Linked DNA regions of Sus scrofa: region 2 is linked to region 1. A link is a contact called in public HiChIP or PLAC-seq data. All regions are on one chromosome and are shown on one strand. Each heading gives the region's core, a stretch centred on a gene start, on an enhancer-like site or on the middle of the called end of the contact. The rest is flanking DNA. Distances are from core to core; before and after follow the strand shown. Region 1 overlaps SLC22A5 (solute carrier family 22 member 5). Region 2 overlaps SHROOM1 (protein Shroom1).

Region 1 (3,828 bases), core at 734-3,233:
ATCCATGTTTATCAGTGAGACTGACCTGTATTTTTCTTTTTTTTTAGAGCAGTCCATATTACAAATTTCAAAGTTTTAGTAACCTTAAGTTAGACAGTGTTTCCTCCTTTTTTTCTGTTTTTTGAAGCAATGCATTTAAGATAGAAATTGTCTGTTTTTTAGAATTTATTAGAATGTGCTTGTAAGACCTTCCAGGCCTAAGATTTTTATGGGGAAGAAGTTCTAAAAGGTACTTCACTGTCTTAAATAGCTGTTCACATTGTCAATAATTTTTGTGTGGATTTTGGCAATTTTTCTAGAAATGTATTCATTTTATCAGTTTTTGAAATGTGTTATCATAGTTATTTTTATTATTATTGTATGTTTTTTAATGTCTATTATATTTGTCATTTCCTTTTTTCCCCCTGTAGTTCCCCCTATACACCTTCTATCAGTTATTCTTCATCCGTTTCCCTAGATGTTTGTTTATTTTCACAGAAATACTTTGGGTTTTGTTAACCACCTTTATTTTTTGTCCTCTGTATCCTCTGTTTCATGATTCTGCCCTTATATTTATTATCCCATTTCTTCTTCTTTCTCTGGTTACATGCTATTAGTGACATTCATAAAGTGAGATGGGGAAGTCCACTCCTGTCCCCTGTAATTCTACTCTGTATAGGCAACCAGTTACCAAATTGGTGTTTTTTTCTAGATTCTTTTCTGCGCTTATATATTTTTCTACCACTTTCTGAGCTATTTAAGTCAGACCTCGTTCTGTGCCATATACACACACAGATACACATTTTCTTTAAAATGTAGTATCATGATTTATTTATCCATTTTCCATTATTGGGCATTTAGTTTGAAAGTCTAATGGTAAAATTTAATTCATTCATATTTATTTCGATCACTGGTAAATGTGGCCTTATTTCTGCCATCTTGTTTTGGCATCAATTTATCATGAGTTCTCTGAGCTTTTTTCTTACAAACTACTTCTGGATTCATCAAGGTGTTTTTGTCCTCATTCCTTCCTTCATTTTATTTAGTGACTTGAATAGGACCCCTCATTAAATTCTCAAGCATAGGTAAACATATTTTCCTATAAATGCTAAAAATTAATCAGACCCTCTAGTTTCATTCCAAACATAAGAAACTTTTTAGCATGTTTTTAATTCTCTTCTGTCCCACAGGCGCATATATGCACGTGTCTGCCAAGGAATTATTGAAATAATCTGCAAGCTTTCTGTTGTTACTAACTCTTCATGCTTAAAATAAACTTTTAGTTTTCTATTTTAAAAGTCTTTTCTTAACAGTTGCGTTAATCTGTAATCTACTTGTGCAGCTACATATCATACCAAGATAGGAAGGCTTAAACATATGTTTCTTTTAGAGTTTTCCTTGACTTACTGAAAATTTGTAGTTATTTGTGTCTCAAAAGTAATTTTCCTTTGGGTCTCTTATTTCTCCAAAGTATACTTTGGAATCCATGCTCTTCTGATCCTCATTTGACCTTTGCCAGCACAAAAACATTCTAAAATATTTGCAAATGCTAAAGTCACTTACTCATGCTTTACTGAGTTTACTTTAGCTTGGTGAAACCAAGTGCAATATCAGTTTGTGTAAATTTACCACTATCTGAAGGTTCATATAATTGTCCTCCCCTAGGGTCAGAGACTTGCTGGAGGAATACGAAAGTAGCTTTGAAAATTCATCTGCTGAATATCTTTTACTGAAAAGCTTAACATTTTTGTTTATAACTCTTAGTGCTTGAGGGTAAAGTAAAATGGGCACTGTCATAGTAAACCTATGGTAAAACTAACTTGGATGGAATTTATCAAAACTTTTGGAAAGTGTCCATACCTTTTATCCCAGTAATTCTACTTCCAGACATGTATCCTAAAACATGTTTCCCTTTGGGTTTATTTCAGGCGGTGCAGGGTAATTTTATGTGGTACACATTTGTGACCTCGTCTAACACTGACTCCCATAGAGAGGAAGTGACTCCTCTAGTCAGCTCCTTTCCAATCTCCTGATCAAGGGAAGGAGAAAAATCTCAGCTTAGTGCTAGTATGACTTTAAGAACTTTTTAAGCCTTCCTACTCTCCCATTTCATAGAAAGGGATGAGAAAAGGGATAGAAGTATCAGTGCTAGTTTCATGACACTGTTAGGTTTTCCATTGTATGACTGCCTTTATGACATATGATGCTGGTTTTCCATTTATAATAGTAAATAAGTTTTGCTTTTTAAAATCCTTTTTTTTTTTTTTTTTGCTTTTTAGGGCCACACTTGTGGCATATGGAGGTTCCCATGTTAGGGATCGAAGTGGAGCTACAGCTAGCGGCCACAGCCACAGCAATGCCAGATCCCAGCTGCATCTGTGACCTACATCACAGCTTGTGGCAACTCCGGATCCTTAACCCACTGAGCAAAGCCAGGAATCAAACCTGCAACCTCATGGTTCCTAGTCAGATTTGTTTCCACTGTGCCACAAAAGGAACCAATAATCTGAGCTTTAGACACAGATTTTAAATGGAGAGATGTTGTAATATATGGAGCTGTTCCTCCCAGTGCGACTTCTGTTATCATAAAATTAGAAACAGCTCAGTTGTCCAACAGTAGGGGTTAGTTACGTGATTTTTGATACCATCCAACGATGGAATAGTGCCAACTATTAAAGTATATTTATTTATTTATTTATTTATTTATTTATTTTGTCTTTTTGCTATTTCTTGAGCTGCTCCCACGGCATATAGAGGTTCCCAGGCTAGGGGTCGAATCGGAGCTGTAGCCACTGGCCTACACCAGAGCCACAGCAACGCAGGATCCGAGCCGTGTCTGCAACCTACACCACAGTTCACGGCAACGCCGGATCGTTAACCCACTGAGCAAGGGCAGGGATCGAACCCGCAACCTCATGGTTCCTAGTCGGATTCGTTAACCACTGCACCACGACGGGAACTCCTTAAAGTATATTTAATGACATGGGAAAATTATATACCATTATGTAAAACAAAACTGGTTATAAAAGAAAAATATGCATAGTATCCTAATGTTTCAGAGAAAGCATGTGTGTGTGTGTGTGTGTGTGTGAATCTCCAAAAATATTGGATGAAATATTTCCAAATAAATTGTCCCCGGACTCTTGTTACTACAGGAAATTTTTGTGTTTTGCATTAATAAACATGCTAATTTCCTCCCTAGAAAAACAATATATACATATAGCTATTTTTAAATTAACCTGTTCTAACCTTAACAGTACTGCTTGGTATTTGCCATCTTCGGGCACTCCTGGGTCCTTATATGCTCCAAGAATCCAGTTAGGTCCCTGTGGCCTGCTGCAAAGCCCTGGAGAGATAGTGCCCTCAAGACTTCCTTGTCACCCCTTAGTACACTCCAAGGTACTTGGTCTTGGTGGGTGTATATTTATATTTTTGGAGTAAAATAGAGTATACCTAAAATTCTTTGACATAATTTTTATTGCCTCATTTTCTCAATTAGGCTGGACCAAATTAAGATTCTAGTTTTTTCAGCAGGTCTGAATCATTAAATAAGAATGGAGGAGATGCTGAGAGAGGGTCTCCTGGTTTCTCCTTTATTCTCTTTCTTTAACTTCTGTGTTATTCTACTTACTATGAAATTTATCCGTGTTGGATATAATCATGGCTCGGCTTTACCTGGGTTGAAGATAACGTGTATTTAAATTTAGTTACCTCCTTTCCAGGATTACAGAATCTTTCTTAGGAAAAAAAGGTTCACTACAAGGCCTAAAGCTTAGCAGAGACAATTGCTACTTTTTGCCTAGTAGAAATTACAGGGATGTTACTTCTTAGAGCTTTTCCTGGAAATCC
Region 2 (3,828 bases), core at 723-3,222, 440 kb after region 1:
CACTGAGCGAGGCCCCACTGAGCGAGGCAGGGATCAAACCTGCAACCTCGTGGTTCTTAGTCGGGTTTGTTTCCGCTGAGCCAAAACGGGAACTCTTCAGTTTCCTCACTTTAAAAATGAAGTTACTTGGAGTTGCCATCGTGGCACAGCAGAAACGAATTCAGCTGGGAACCATGAGGTTGAGGTTCAATCCCTGGCCTTGCTCAGTGGGTTAAGGATCCGGTGTTGCCGTGAGCTGTGGTGTAGGTCACAGATGCAGCTCAGATCCTGGGTTGCTGTGGCTGTGGTGTAGGCCTTCAGCTATACTCCTGATTGGACCCCTAGCCTACTGGGAACCTCCATATGCCTCGGGTGCAACCCTAAAAAGCAAAAAAAAAAAAAAAAAAAAGAATAAGCTGAAGCCTAGGGAAACTGTAAGTAACTTGTCCAGACCTCACAGTAGCTGTCACAGTCCAGACGCTATCCTGGTGCTCTTTTCCCTTACACTGTCCTGTTGCAGAGAAGCAAGAAGGGCTCATTTTAGCCCTTTATTCATTTAGTGACCTTAGGCAAATAAACCAATTCCCCAAGCTCCATCTCCCCCTCTCTATGAGACTGGCAGTACCCATCCTACAGGCTGTGGAGAGGCAGAAACACAGGGAATCAGTAAGTAGAATTCTTCGTAAACTGCAATGCCATCCGGAAACACTAGGGAGTGCCCAGTTGGTCCCAAAGGGATAGCTGGCTAATTCCAAAACCGAATCTTATTTGTGGCTCTGCTCTCCATGATCACCATTCTTTTACTATGTAGCATTTATATATATATATATATATATATATATATATATATATATATATATATAAACAACACTAACTCTACCAACGAAATGTATTCTCACAAAAGGAAAATTATCCCATATTCTGAAAATGAAAATGCTTTAAGTTAGAATGTCACCTTTTTCTTTCTTTTTTGGCCACACCCAGTGGCATGTGGAAATTCCTGGGCCAAGGATCGAACCTGCACCACAGCAGTGACCAGCACTGCTGCAGTGGCAATGCTGGGTCTTTAACCCGCTGCGCTACAAGGGAAATCCCACAATGCCTTTCTTCATGCACATTCCTCCAGCATCCCCACCCGCACCTCCCAGATCTAAACAAGCAGTCATTCAGCCTTCTGGACTGAAAGCACCCCTCCATGTACATGGTTATAAAGCTGGGCCCACCCAGGACCCATATTCTGCCCCCCTTTTTTTGGGCCTTTCCTGGAAGAAGTTATTTGACCTTTTAAAATGGTTTAATAAATAGACTCTCTGTTCCTCTCCAGATAGCTTTTTTGCCGTGAAAAAAGCTGTGACTGGCATCACCGTCTCAGAACGGCCACACCTCTGGACTTGAACCTGTGGAGCAGAGGTGGCCTGAGATTTACTGCAGGGAAGAGGAAAGGAAGAGACGGCGGGGGGAAGGGAGAGGACAGCGCTTGAGCGAGAGCTATCTAGACTTCTCCTCCAAAGAGGGGAGTGGGAGACAAGTGAGAAGTTGGTGCTGGCTTAAATTTCAAAGACAACAGATAAACACCCGTCATGACTGTCTCATCTGCAGCCAGGCTGTGACAGTCACGCCACAGAGTCGTTGGGAGGATTGCTTTACAGCATTTGCCTCCGTCCCCTACATTCCCCTTTGACCTCTTCCGCCTGCGGTCCTCAACCGCATTCGACCTGAAGGGCCCAGGAAGCTTCTGAATTACACGTGACTGAGCAACGCTGTAAATTGCTCCCGTGAGGAGCGCAGAGGTTTACACCAGCCGCTCGCCGAGGTACGCGGGGTGCCAGGCAGGCTGTTCCAGCACGATTGCGCGCTGGTTTGGGGCGCCGCGGAACGTTATTGCTTCCCTACTCGGTTTGCAATTTACAGTCTGGAGGTAAAAAGTACCCTCATTAAATCCCTATTAGGAGGAGCAGCGGAGGCGGGATGAGGCAAGCGGGGGAGGAGGCCACGAGGCTTACTGTTGCCCAGCAACAACCTTGCTCAGCGCAGCCTGGGAGCAGCACCCGGGCGCCCGGGTGGGGGCGGGACCAGCAGGCGGGGGCGCAGGCAGAAAACTGCCGCAGAGCCCCGAGAAACCGTCTTTTCCACCCTGGGGAACTAAGTAAGGCTCTTTTTTTTTTTTTTTTTTTTTTTTTGTCTTTTTGTTGTTGTTGTTGCTATTTCTTGGGCCGCTCCCGCGGCATATGGAGGTTCCCAGGCCAGGGGTTGAATCGGAGCTGTAGCCACCGGCCTACGCCAGAGCCACAGCAACGCGGGATCCGAGCCGCGTCTGCGACCTACACCACAGCTCACGGCAACGCCGGATCGTTAACCCACTGAGCAAGGGCAGGGACCGAACCCGCAACCTCATGGTTCCTAGTCGGATTCGTTAGCCACTGCGCCACGACGGGAACTCCTTTTTTTTTTTTTTTTTTTTGTCTTTTTGTTGTTGTTGTTGTTGTTGTTGCTATTTCTTAGTAAGGCTCTTTTTGATACTGATACTCGAGATCGACACCCCCCAGCTTCCCCCTCCCCAGGGACTTTCGAACAAAAGGCTTGTGGCAAAGGAAAGCGAACCACCCTGCCCACAGCTGGCTGGCCAGAATGCCCTCCCGCTAGAAGCAAAAGGGCTTAACCTCAGCCCCAACAAGGACACTGCTTGGAACGAGCCAAAATCCCTGTGGCTAGCCGAGACGGCCTGGGAGCTGAGGAGGCTGCGGGTGGTCAAGTGGAGATAGACGCTTTCATCACCAGGAGAACAGTGCCCTCTGCTGGCAGCGTCCACGGGGGTGGAATTCACCGGCTTCTGCCCCGCCCCCGGCCCCAAAGTCTTTGCTGTGCTGTTGTCGAACAAGCCTAGTGAGCTCCTTCTTGCCCTCTGAAGGAGTAAGGGGTGGGTGGAAAGGAGATGATGGGGGCAGGAAGGAGACGGCGGCAAAATGGAAGGATGGGCGCGGGAGGTGTGGCCCTGCTTTCGTGTGCTCCCTCGATCTGGTCGAGACTAGCACCGAAGCCTCCAATTTCCGCAGAGCAAAACCCAGCAAAGAGGCAGTTTAACCAGACAAAGGCAGACGCTGCTTCTCATGCCCATCCTGGGGGCTGGGGCTGATGTGTCTGAAATACGCAATTTCCCAATTTCCGCTGGCCTAATAGACGGCGTTAAGTGTTTCTAAGACTATCCCAGTGGGAGAATGCAATGGGGTCGGTGTAAAAAGACAGAAGTCAGTAGATTCCATCCAGAAAGCGTCTTACAGGGAGCCTGCTAGGCCGAGGAGCTTGGAGCCGAGACCCCGCCCACAGCGTTCAAAGGAGAGAAGCAAAGCATAATGTTAGAACCCACAACTGCCTCAGCAGGAGCCCCATGTGTTTTTTATAAAAAGGCACAATGTGAGCATTGTTCTGTGCTCAATAGCGCGACTGTTATAACTAATGCTTTTGGTATGAATACGACCCTTTAAAATTCCCAGCCAGTTGCAGTTCGTGACAATATGCATCAGAAAAAACGAGCCCAGAAGCAGAGATTTCTCACTTTGGGGTCAGCAGGCTTTAGATACACATACACATGCTTGTGAATGTACCCAGCTACCAAAAACACACTGGACGTTTGCATGGACAATGTTCTTGCCCTGGCCTTTGCAGCTGCAAACACTAGGGCAGACTTTTCACTTGTATATTTGCGAACTTAACACTGATTCTGTGTACACAGGGCTAATCCACAAACAGAGGGGCGTGTGTAGCCTATTTCACACCACTCTCGCCCTTAACTCCCCACTCCCGACCCCAGCCCAGCCACAAATCTTCAGAACACACATGACACTGCCTCTG

Evidence for each region. HiChIP or PLAC-seq counts read pairs in DNA pulled down with a chosen protein or histone mark.
Region 2: a contact with region 1 is called in an H3K27ac HiChIP or PLAC-seq map of alveolar macrophages. The contact joins two enhancer-like sites. A contact is called at or near these places in 1 of 5 promoter capture datasets (fetal liver), 1 of 47 Hi-C or Micro-C datasets (embryonic fibroblasts) and 2 of 2 datasets of contacts at active chromatin or transcription factors (alveolar macrophages and skeletal muscle).

What each region holds. Positions count from the first base shown.
Region 1 is chr2:134,705,333-134,709,160 of Sscrofa11.1, forward strand. The region is part of intron 9 of SLC22A5 (solute carrier family 22 member 5); the gene reads left to right. Among named protein-coding and RNA genes, the nearest start is that of SLC22A5, 46 kb to the left of the region's middle. Within about 2 kb of position 1,984, at least 7 of the 83 cell types and tissues checked have an H3K27ac peak or open chromatin away from gene starts, as enhancers often do. A contact at or near this core is called in alveolar macrophages, where this site is marked.
Region 2 is chr2:135,144,304-135,148,131 of Sscrofa11.1, forward strand. SHROOM1 (protein Shroom1) reads right to left here. Exons shown (of 8, transcript XM_021084746.1): 8 at 3,525-3,828. Among named protein-coding and RNA genes, the nearest start is that of SHROOM1, 6.3 kb to the right of the region's middle. Within about 2 kb of position 1,973, at least 41 of the 83 cell types and tissues checked have an H3K27ac peak or open chromatin away from gene starts, as enhancers often do. A contact at or near this core is called in alveolar macrophages, where this site is marked.